Linked DNA regions of Ovis aries: region 1 is linked to region 2. Evidence: chromatin contacts called from public Hi-C data. All regions are on one chromosome and are shown on one strand. The core of a region is the stretch at or near the end of the contact, and the rest is flanking DNA. Distances in the headings are between cores, read along the strand shown.

What was found. Hi-C and Micro-C count contacts between places; a contact is called where the count stands out from the background.
Region 1: a contact with region 2 is called in a Hi-C map of mixed tissues, with 4 times the contacts expected there. The contact joins the promoter of ITPK1 here to the enhancer-like site in region 2. A contact is called at or near these places in 5 of 16 Hi-C or Micro-C datasets (blood, hypothalamus, liver and 2 more).

Annotation. Positions count from the first base shown.
Region 1 is chr18:55,570,818-55,576,328 of ARS-UI_Ramb_v3.0, reverse strand. It overlaps ITPK1 (inositol-tetrakisphosphate 1-kinase), which reads left to right and starts at 2,901. Exons shown (of 9, transcript XM_027957339.2): 1 at 2,901-3,112.
Region 2 is chr18:55,453,282-55,459,336 of ARS-UI_Ramb_v3.0, reverse strand. All of the region lies in intron 3 of ITPK1 (inositol-tetrakisphosphate 1-kinase), which reads left to right. Among named protein-coding and RNA genes, the nearest start is that of CHGA, 56 kb to the right of the region's middle. Within about 2 kb of position 4,001, at least 18 of the 54 cell types and tissues checked have an H3K27ac peak or open chromatin away from gene starts, as enhancers often do. A contact at or near this core is called in hypothalamus, where this site is marked.

The DNA of each region.
Region 1 (5,511 bases), core at 1,652-4,151, 120 kb before region 2:
AGAATTCTCCTCAATATTCTGTAATAACCTATCTGGGGAAAGAATCTAAAAAAAAAAAGGTATATTGATAGTATAACCGAATCACTTTGCTGTACACCTGAAACTAACACAAACCTGTAAATCAATTATACTCTAATATAAAATAAAAATTAAATTAAAAAAAGAATCCTTGCTCATATGAAGCAGCCGAAGAGCCACAGATCAAAGGGTCAAGGTGTGGTACAGACCCACATACACAAACATTGCTCAGTCACAAGGAAGAATCCTACCATTTATGACAACACAGGTGAAGAGTTGACTCTGGCTTAGAGGGTAAAGCATCTTCCTGCAATGCAGGAGACCCGGGTTAGACCCCTGGGTCGGGAAGATCCCCTGGCGAAGGAAATGGCAACCCACTCCAGTATTCTTGCCTGGAAAATCCCATGGACGGAGGAGCCTGGTAGGCTACAGTCCATGGGGCTGCAAAGGGTTGGACACGACTGAGCGACTTCACTTTAACTTTAAGGGTTATTATGTAAGTGAAATAAGTCAGAGAAAGGCAAATACCATGTGATTTTACTTATATGCTGAATCTAAAACACAAATGAACAAAACTAGAAACAGACTCAGAGATAGAACAAACTGTGGTTGTGGGGTGGGGGTGAGGGGCAGGAATGGGCAAAATAGGTGAGGGAGATTAAGAGGGACAAACTTCTAGCTATAAAATAAATAAGTAACAGGGCTGTAATGAACAGCACAGGGAATATAGTAATAATACAGCTGATAATATTGTAATCACTTTGTGCGGTGACAGATGGTAACTAGAGTTATTGTGGTGATCATTCCATAAGGCATTGAGTCATTATGTTGTACACCTGAAGCTAATATAATACCGCAAGTCAATTATACTTCAATTAAAAAAAAACAAGCGTTCTTGATGAGACAGTAACAAGCTCCATTTCTGATGACCTGCTGGAAGGACCAGTCTAATACCCTGTCCTGATCCTCCCCACAATCTTTTAAGGCAAGCATTACATTTTCAACCCGGAGATCAGAGGCAAAACTTAAGTGACTTGTCCAAGCTGGGAGGAACTGAACTAGGACCCCCCCCCCAAGCCAGGTCTTTCCGAAGCCAGAGACTGTTCTTCCCAATATAGTGAGCAGCATTGTCCCTTCTGTCCCCACTCTGCGCAGACCCTCTCATAACACCACACGCTCTAGGCCTCAGAGCCGCTGCTCTTCTGAGGTGCTTTCAGGAGGCAGGGCTTACCTCCTAAGGTAACAGGGAGGACCTGAGGCCCAGAGAGGCTAAGTGGCCTGCAAGGTCACCCAGCCAGGGTGTAAGGGGAGGGGAGATGGGTGAAGGGTGGAGCTAGCTGAGAGTGGAGACAGAAGACCTCTGTGCTTCCTCCTGGAATCTGGTGTGGACAAGCTTCACCTAGTTGCAGCTGGGAAGGCCTGCAGGAAGAGGGATGGGGAAGCTGTAATTAGGGGAAGAAGGCAGGCCCTTAGGCTCCAGTCTGGTCACCCCTAACAACTTGGTTCTTCCAGTTCTCCCTGCCTCTATTCAAGCCACCCCCAATTCTCAGGCCTGTCAACCTCATCCTTATTTTCCAAGGTCAGCTTAAATGTCTTCCCTGAAAATTGGAGACCCTTTCCACTCCACCCCACCGTATTCATTTTTCCTGCGGTGGCCTCCACTTTGCCCAAACTCTTTGAAGGTAGGATGCTCCCCTAGGGCCCTACAGGGGAACCAAGGGTGCTAGCCACCCTGATGCTTGAGCTGCTAGTTTCTCCCCTCCTTGCTTCTCCATTGGAGGGAACCCAGAGTGTGTCTAGTGGTTAACCTCCTTAAGCCTGAGAAGGCCCCTGGGTGTTTATGTCCCCAACCCCAGGGGCCCCCATCCTGGGCCTGGGTCTGTCTCCTCCGGGGAAGACAGATGATCTCATCGAGTGTCTGCATCTGCCGCGCCAACCCCCGCCAGCCCCCCGCTTTTCTCGCGCCCTCTGCTGCAGTTGGGGCTGAATACTGCTCAGGGTACTGAGATGCTTTTGATGAATGAAATTCAAGTGGCTCGATCACTCCGAAAGGACAGGCAGAGAGTGCCCACACCGCGACTCCTCTCGTCCCTTTAAAAAGTAAAAGCACTTGGCAAGGATCGCCCTAAATCCAGCCCTGCTTCCCTCCATCCCCCAATCTTCACCGCTGAGCCTTTCACACAAACACGCACCAAAGAACCAGACCCGGGGGGAAAGGCGCGGCGCCTTTAAGAGGCGGCGGGCAGTGCTGCCCCCTGGCGGCCGACGCGCTCGCGCTTCCTCCGCCCCGGCGGGGTCCAGCGGGCCGGCTGGCCGGGTCAGCGCGGCGGTGGCGACGGCGGCGTGCCGCGCGCCGGGGCGAGGACCGGGACAAGGAGGAAGTGGCGGCGGCGGCGGCGGGTGAGGACGGCGGGGGGCGCGGGCGGCCGCGTGCGCCCTGCCGGGGTCCGAGCGCGTCGGGAAGCGCACGCGCTCGGCTCGGATCGGCCGAACGCGCCGCCGGGGGCTCGGACGGGAGGGCCCCCCGCGATCGTGAGCCAGAGGGAGGGTCGGGAGGAGGGACTTGGGGGCGGCGCGCAGCCCGAGCGCGGGGGCCGATCGTCGGTGGCCGCCGCTGGAGGGCGTGCGGCTCGGCTCCGAGCGCCGGGAGGGCGGCGCCGGCGAGGGAGGGCCTGCCTCCTCTCCTCCCCGGCCCGGCCCGGCGCTCGCGAACTTGCGCGCCCGGGGCCCCGCAGGCGGCGGGGGCGTGGGCGGCGGCGGCGCGGGCGGCCCCCGGCACGGTGGCAGCCAGTGGAATGCCGCGCTGAGCGCCGCTCCCTCCGCCCGGGCGCCCGCCCCGCCCCGGCCCGCCCCTCCCGGCAGGACTGCGCGCTCGGAGCTCCGTTCCGCGTCCCCGCCGCCGGGAGGAGGTGCCCGCACGCTCGCGGCGCGCGCCGGGCCGCCAGACTCGGCCTGTGGGCGATTTCCTCCGGACCCGAGCTCCCCGCCCGAAGAGGAAGATGCAGACCTTTCTGAAAGGGAAGAGAGTTGGCTACTGGCTGAGCGAGAAGAAAATAAAGAAGCTGAATTTCCAGGCCTTCGCCGAGCTGTGCAGGTAAGGAGGGACGGGGCTCCGGCCCCCCTACCCCCCGGGGACCCCCGGCCTGAGCCCCAGGTTCAGCCTCGGGGGGCGGGGGGCTGTTTCCGGAGGTTAGAGCGAAACGGGAAGAAACGGTGCGTGGGGACCCTGAGTCCGAGTAGCCAGGTGGCTGTGGTGGCCGCTGGCTGTGTTCGAGGGAAGCGGTGGGCAGTACGAGCGGTGTGGCATGGACCAGGGCTCTCAGGTGCACAGGGACCCCGGGTGGGGAGACCCCTGGCTCCCCCGGGCGTGATGGGAGCGCTGCTGAAGGTGGCAGAGGGACCAGGGAAATGGGGGGAATCCGCGCTGTCTGCCTGTGGCTGTAGGTTACTTTTGGACTGGAGTGGCCCTCTTCCTTCGTCCCCCTTCTCTTCGTGGAGGAGGGCACCCATGTTTGTGTGTTTGCGGACCACCTACTAGGTGCCCCGCCGGCGCAGCTCTCTTTGCAAGAGTCTGTCATTGCATGTCACTGGATTAAGCCTCTTTGAAGCGAGTAGCAATACTTGGCGTGTAGGTGATTTGCTGTCTCATTAGAGCCTCGCACCAGCCTTGAGAATTGGTTGGGTTGGTGATTCTGGGCCACGTGTCTGAGAGGGGGGAATCCATCCGCAGAGACGTCGGGTACCTGACCCGGGGTCCCACAGCCAGGGAGTGGCTGGTGCAGAATGTAAACGCTTGTGTAGAATGGCCTTCTTCCCTCGAGGTCCCCACCCCCCACCCCATGCAGTTCCTTAGTGGTGGAGACTCCAGGTGTTTTAATAAGATGGGATCACATTCTTAGTCCATTTCAGATGCATCCAGTCTTGGGTCGGCTTTGCCTCACCTTGTTCTCCTATGGTGGCTTTGCCTCTGAGAAGCCCGTAGTTAAATCCGGTTCTCAGTGAAAGCCTAAGAGAATCTGGCTTCCCAAGCCTTTTGCAAACCCCAGGTGGAAAACCTTTTGTTATGCCGTGTCTCCACTTGGCAGATTTGATTCTCAAAAATGGGCCCCCCTTGCATTTTTGTCCCTTTTGGGTCACCAAACATAATGATGAATTGAACAATTGAGTTTCCTTATCTCCTGGCATACGGAGTGAGTGGCTGGTCTGAGCTGGCCTGTGCAGGCTGGCACAGCACCTCTGTGCCCCTCTCATGCCTGTCCCCAGGGCCTGCTGCTCTTTGGCCTGTTCCAGCCCTGCAGGCGCTCTGCTCCCCGCAGCCAGAGGGGCACACCTTGTCTAAAACAGCTCCTGGTTGCGCATCCCTCGGTCTGGGTATGGAGTTGGCTGCCTTCTCTCCTGCTGGCTTCCCTGGGAGAAAGCACGCTTTTCATTTTCAGGAGGGCATGCCAAATGACCGGGGAATTCACAAGGAAACGGGGAGGAACTTGCAGCCAGAGCCTTGGAAGTGTGAGGACTTTGCAGCATTAGAAAGGGGCGCTTGAACACACACATGTGGACGATGTGCCCTAGACACTGAAGACATGTGCAGAAACCCCTTTGATGTGTTCTTGAAACCTGGTTTGGTGGTAGGTGCCCGAGCTCCCCCTGCAGTCATCTGAGACTTGGGAAATCCCCACTGATACCTTGCACCCTTTTTCCTGAGGTCTTTCTCTATTTGTGTCGTCCTGTGCCTGCAGCTGAAGCACGAGGCTTGTCATCTGGTTGGTATGTTTTGCTTGGTAATTAGGAGACTCTCGCAACACAGTTCCAACCGAGACTGAGACTCGTGGCTGGGTCCTCAGGCTGGACTTGCAGACTGCCTTTCCCTCCCCAGAGACCCTCCTGCCCTTAAACACTGGGGGGTTCAGGGCAAGCTGTGATGTCAGCCGTTCTGGGGAAGCTCCAGCATGGAGTGTTCATTTCTCTGAAAGAGTGATTGCGTTCAAAGTCTAGTTGCCTTCTTCTGGCCAAAATATTGACTTCAAAGAGAGGAAGGGAAATATCTGGGTCATTCGAGAACCTCAGGAAACCCACTTTGTGTTTTCATCAGGGGAGCTTTAGCTATTTTGTCGCTTAAGCTTAGGAAGGAATAGAAAACACCGAAAAGAATTTTTCTGTTTCTTCTCTCCTTTATTATGGATACTTTCAGGGTGGCGCCCCCTGGTGGCCACGTTTCTGTACTGGGTGCAAAGTACTCCCACCTAGAGTGGCCAGAGTCCTTTGCCCGCTGGTGGGTGTGATGTGAATGCTGGTGCAGTTTCAGTGGCCCAGAGGGGCTGTGGATGGACATTGTCACATGGGGTTCCCATTTGGATGGGTGATGAATCAACCTCGAGTTCCATAGTGAAAAAGTCCAGAGATGTTTGAAAATGGCTTGAGGCCCTGCTGCGAATGTTTGGGGCAGTATCAGCGCTGGAGAGGATGACTTGAACGCAGCGGGATGAGCTGTTTAGC
Region 2 (6,055 bases), core at 2,752-5,251:
GTGGCAGATAGGAGCAGCGTCTTTTGGGTATGTCCTGAGTGCCCAGCACTGGGCTTAGCCTTCCTCTTACCTTCTCCCTGCTGGTGCTCATCAGGGTGGGCTGGGTCATCCTCCCTGGGTGGCAGAGGAGGTCCTGAGAGGTTCGCTGATGTACCAGCATCACACAGCCTGGAAACCTCCCAGTCAGAATCTAGCCAGGCCTCTCCCCCTCAGGCTTCCCGGCTCCTAACACCTAAGCTTGACTTCCGTGTCTGTAGTCAGAGGGCCCTGGATCTACTAAGCCCCTGGCATGGGTGCAGTCGTGGACCCTGGCCAGGGGAATCAATGCCCGCTTGGTTCTCTGCTCTGTGCAGGAGCTAGATGCTGGACCTGGGCATCCTGGAAGAGGTCTTAAGGCCCCTTGCTCTGGGTGGCTGGCCTTTGCCAGGAAGCACAGGGCATGGGCATGAGCTTGGGCAAACGCCGGGAGATGGTGAGGGACAGGGCGACCTGGCGTTGCTGCAGTCCGTGGGGTCGTGAAGAGTCGGACATGGCTGGGCAACTGAACAACACAGAGCGTGGACGTGACTTCCTAGAAGGCCCCAAAGCAGTCAGACTTCTTCAGCACACTAGCATCCTTCCATCCTTGGGTCTGGAGTGATCAGTGACCGTGTCAATTTCTGTTCTCTTTGCGTTCTTTCCCTGGGTCCAACCAGTACTACTAGAGGAGAAGGAAGATCCATAGTGATGTCTTGGCCAAACAATGCTGGAAAGGAAATCTGCCTCTTCCTAGGAAGAGTGTACATTGGATGCCAACTATTTGTGAAGGGACAGGAGATGACCGTAAAAGATGAGAAGGCCCAGTTAATGGGCAGAGTTGCAGGTCAGCAGAGGCAACACATCCATTAGAAGAGTGATGCTTTCTGATGGGATTAGGGAGGGTACCGCTGAGAGGGCTTTTTTAGAGCAAAATGCTCAGACTTTGAGGAGGGGACAGACTAAGGTTGGTTACAAATCTTGCTGCCTTGTGGTCTTGGCCAAGTCACTTGCCCTGACCTTGCCTGTTTTCTGTAAGATGGATAAAAAGTAGTTTATCCACAGGGCCCAAGGTTGGAGTACCTGGGATGATGTCTGAAGTGCTCTTAGCTTGGGCCTTAGCCCATGGGGTCACCCAGCAGTAGGGTCCACTCTTCCTGCTCCTGTTACACTGGAAAGGGCTGAGCTGACTGGATTGGCTCTTAAGAGTCTGTCTCTGTTTTTATGAGCAGAGAAACAGGGCTGGGGGTCAAAGTGAGCCTGGATCTAGTGTGTGAGCACGTGAGTTTGGGCGTGAGACTGCAGGGCGCACAGGAGGCAGGTCTAACTCTCGGGAGGGCGAGCATTGAGGGGGTGACAGCCTGGGCCTCCCAGACAGGGCAGAGGTGTGAGCAGAGCAGGGGAGGAGCTGAAGTGGGTACTTGTGTCAACTTGTGGACCACCGGCCAGGGGTCGGGGGACTTGGAACACCTCGGGCAGTGGGGGACCCCATTCATGAGCAGCCTTTGAAGGTATGTGAGCTGGTGAGTGAGATGAGGATGCATGTTAGACAGGCAGTGCAGACATGGCCTAGGGATGGATCTTGATGACCATCACCTGTATCCTGTTGTGGAGGGTGACCCCCACAGGTGTGAGGGGTGGGTGACTGGCTCCCAGTGGGGACACAGGACAGACCCCACTCAGGTCAAACACAAGAGAGGTCAGCGCGGGGGTGTCCCGCTAGAGGGCCCAGCAAGAACTTGTTGACCCAAGTCTCAAGACCGGCTTGGTCCTGGGCCAGCAGGAATTGTGTGGGTGGGCCGTGACCGCTGCACCCGAGGTTTTCCTTATCGTGCGCGCCAAGCCCCGGGCTGGTGTTCTTCCAGGAGGGTAGGCAGCGGCTGGGGCTTCCTGGAGCCTTTTCCTGCCCACCCGGGGCGGTTCACTGCTGGCTCCCACGTCCCGTTCTCCAAGGCGAGGCTGCGTCTGTGAGATGCAGAGCACCTTCTCTGGGAAGTGCATCCCCGGCCGCCCCCACCCTGCTCCCACTATTCTTGGAGGCCCTGCAGCAAAGGGCTGTAATTACCTTCTAAGTTCCTCAATTGCAGCTGTCCAAGTGACACCGCTTTTGTGTTGGGAGAAGGGGCTTGGCAGAGGCTCCTGGGAGTTGTCACTACCCCCCTGTGCCAAGGTGGCTCTCCCTGTCCTCAGAGAGCCCGGATGGCGGCACAGAAGACAGGGCGGTATGGAGGAGGCGCTGCAGGGAGGGACCAAGGTCCCCTGCTCTGCAGTGGGGGTGGCCCAGTGGGCTGACACACGTGGGCAGGGTCCCCTGGGGAGAGCGGACAGAGCCCTGGACTGAGGCGGCCATCCCTCTCCATGCAGAGCATCAGCTGTGGGGAGCTCCCAGCCTCACCTGTCTGAGGACCTCGGCATGGTTCACACCATCTCAGTTCCATGCTCCCAGAGTTCATTTCTAATTCAGAGCTTGCCAGGGGAGGCCGGCTCCTTCGGCCTCTGACCTGTCTGTCCCAAACCCACAGACAGTTGCTGCCACAGTAGAGACCTGGGGGAGGGTGGATTAAATGAGAGGGGCTTCGTTTCTCTCTCATGTAAAAGCCCAAGTTTCCCCAGCCCCTTTGTTCTTCTGGTGTGGCCCCTCCTGGTCCAGGGTGGTGCTGAAACTCTACCAGCCACACCCACAATCTAGACATTAGGATAGAGAGGGACTAAGAAAGAGGAAGCAAAGGGAAACAGCTCTGGGTATCTTTGAAGGGAAAGTTCCGGAAGCTATGGTGATGCTCTGTTCATATCTCAGTGGCCAGAACTGAGTTACCTACTGAGGTGCAAAGGAACTGGGAACTGTGGTCTTTATTCTGGGCAACCATGTGCCCAGCTAACATTACAGCATGAGGTCGGTAGGCTTACAGAGGGACCCACCCCAGAGTTCTTGGGGTTTCCCACATGGATGATGCCTTCTGGGTGCGGCTGCACCCACACCCTTTACCAGAGGCACAGATGGCCTTGAACTTGGATCCAGTTCAAGCCAAGGACAGGAGCTTCCTGGAGGTTGAACATTGCCTGCTGCAGGCCTGAGGGGAGGTGGGGAGGCTGAGTCACCAGCCAGGATTGCTAGACTCGCATCTGCAGGCGTTGTCTCTCACGGGCACCTGCTTTGCTGCCCAGGGCTGGGGTTTTGAGGCGGAAGTCCAGAGCCCAAGGCCTGGCCCTACCGCCCCAGGCCACACAATCCCAGGCAAGGCTCTCGCCGGCTCCTAAACTGGCTGGAGCGATGGCTGAGAAAGCTGGGCTGTGACTGATGAGGTGGGTGTGTGTCCTTGGCCCCGGGGGCAGCAGGCGGTGGAAGGTCTCAGACCACCTAGTGGAGGGCGCAGAGGCCCTTCCGAGATGGCTGTGGGTACAAGGCAGCTCCCCTGGCATCTCCCACATACGCATACTCTGGGGGGTGACAGATGGCCATCGGATGAAGGGCCTCCCCGGGGAAGGGGGTGCCCTCTGCAGATCGAGCGTCTCTGCTTGTGGGTTTTGTGGGAATTTAATCAGGACTCATCTTGGAGGCCATTTAGGGGCTAGGTTAAATTGGAATAATCTAGACACCAAGCAAAGAGAAAATAACTTGCTGAAGAGCCTAGAAAAATGATCCCTGCAGAGCAGCTGCCTCGGGTGGGTGTGTGTGGTCAAGCCGGGGGGCTCTCACTCAGGGTTGGAGGCTGGCTGTCCACCCTTGGGGAGCTGCACAGGGCTGTTGGTGGGAGAGGAGACAGCGAGAGAGGCCTTGGAGTCGAGGCCCAGGCCCCGGGTCTGCCTGAAACCCCTGTGTTGTGTGGCTTGCAGGTCCCTATTCCTCTGGGGCCACTTTGTCAGCGCTCAGGTAGCTGAGCCTGACAGCACTGGGTGCATGCCAGGCACTGTATTAGCTAATTTAATCCTCACGATGACCCCTGTGAGAAAGACACTGCGGTTACCCCCCAGAGCAGTGAGGTTACTGGTGTCCCTTGAGTCTAATTGGCTAAGGCCACAGAGCTGCTGCGTGCAGGGCTGGAATCTGAACCCACGGCCTTGAGGTATCGTCTTGGCCAGTGGTTCCTGAATCCGGCTCCTGGCCCCTCCATGGACTGCCTCTCTTCACCTTTACTTGGGTTGAGGACTCTCTGGCCCCGCTCCCGGGCGCCCCCTGGTGTCCAGGTGATGGCATTGTCCAGACGGGGTCCCTGCTTCGGTCATGGAGTCTCTGCCTCCTACAGTTTATTGAGGAAACAAAAGTCCTGTCCTTTTTGAGGTTAGTGACACATGGTAGTGGAAAAAAACAGGGTTTGGCACTGACAAGCCTGGGCTCAAATCTCAGCCCTCCCCGTGTGGCCTGGGCAGTCACCGGGCCTTTCTGAGTCGTCTGCTCATCTGTGATGCGGGGGTTGCCTTCCCTTCAAGTAGGGGTGGTGGTGGCAGCGGGGGGCATGAGGAAGGCCTGGCCCTCCCTGCCCGCTGCAGGGGGTGCGGCCCAGAGCTGGCGCCCAGGTGCTCTCCCCTCCTCTCCTTGGTCCCACAGGGCGCCCGGGGCTTGGGTGGGAGGCACGTGGCAGAGCTGGTGGTTAGTAGGAGGGCCTGGAGTCTTGGAGGACGAAGAGGAGAGCGGTGCAGCCCCTGAGGACCGTTGCTTCCGAGTCAGGATCAGCCCTGCTTTTGTGCAGGAGGCTGGAGTTTTGGATGAACCCGCCAGGAAAATGCTTCACACAACACCTCGCGAGTGGGCTTGTGAGGAGCTGACCCCTGAGACAGCTACCTGCCCTGCCCTCCAAGTGTCGGCCTGCCCACCCGGCAGGACTGGGGTCTGGTGCCAGGGAACCTCCAGCTCAGTCCAGGGCTCTTTCTGGGGGAGCCACACCTCCAGTGTTTAGCCCTTTCCACCTCGTGGGTTATGGGTCCCCTTCCTTGTTTCTGTTGTGCTTCTGAGAAGAGGCCTGCCCCACGCAGCACACCCCAGGAATTGCTGGACTGGAAGGCCGCTCTCCCCCAGGCCTGCACAGTAACTAGCCCTGAGTCCCCTTTGTCAGCAGGCAGGGCCCTGGTTGTCGGTGACTCTCACACCTGTTGATCCCCCTCCTTTCTTCTCAGAGGCCGCCCATCTTAAATATGGAATCCATCCTTCCAGGCCCTTCTCATACATGTGCAAATACATGTGTGCTTTGAAAAGAAAAAAAAAGAAACAGCATCCTATGTGTTCTCGTATAATTTGCTTTTTCTCCACTGAATATATGTCTTGGCTTCTTTCCATGTCAGCCCACAAAAATGAAGAGAAGTAGATCTGATCTGCCCTTTTTGATGGCAACATCATATTTCAGCATGTGAATAGGAAAAAAAAATCATAGTTTATTCAATTATATTTGGATTTTTTCTTCTAACCGACTGAGCTGCAGTCAACGCAGGTCTCTGCAGAGTTCTGTAAAATTAATCCCTAGAAGTGGAATTTCCCAAAGTCTACTGTAAACATCTCTCACCTTGTGGATATTGCTGGATTGTTCTTCAAAACGTTTGAACAAATTTTTCGCCCCATTGTACACGGCTGCTGGAGAAATGATAGCTGTCTGACTTTCATTTACATTTTTTCTGTTATTGACAAGATTGCACATTGCTTCATGGGTCTGTTCGCCCTTTGCATTTCTTCCAGGTATGAATATTTTCACGTTAAATTGCCCATTTTTCTGTTGGGTTGGTGGTCTTTTTCTTATTCATTGGTTAGAGCCACTTTTGGGATTAAGGATATTGTCTCATTTTTTAATATTTTTTTTATGTGGACCATATATAAAGTCTTTATTGAATTTGTCACAATGTTGCTTCTGTGTTATGTTACGGTTTTTTGGCCAGGAGGTATGTGAGATCTTAACTCCCCAACCAAGGATCGAACCCGCACCTCCTGCATTGGAAGGTGAAGCCTTAACTAGTGGACCACTGGGGAAGTCCCATGTGTCATTGTTTTAAAATATGGACTGTTTCGTTGCTGGCAGCTTCATCTTTGCACTGGGCCAAGCTAACGTTTTCTGTT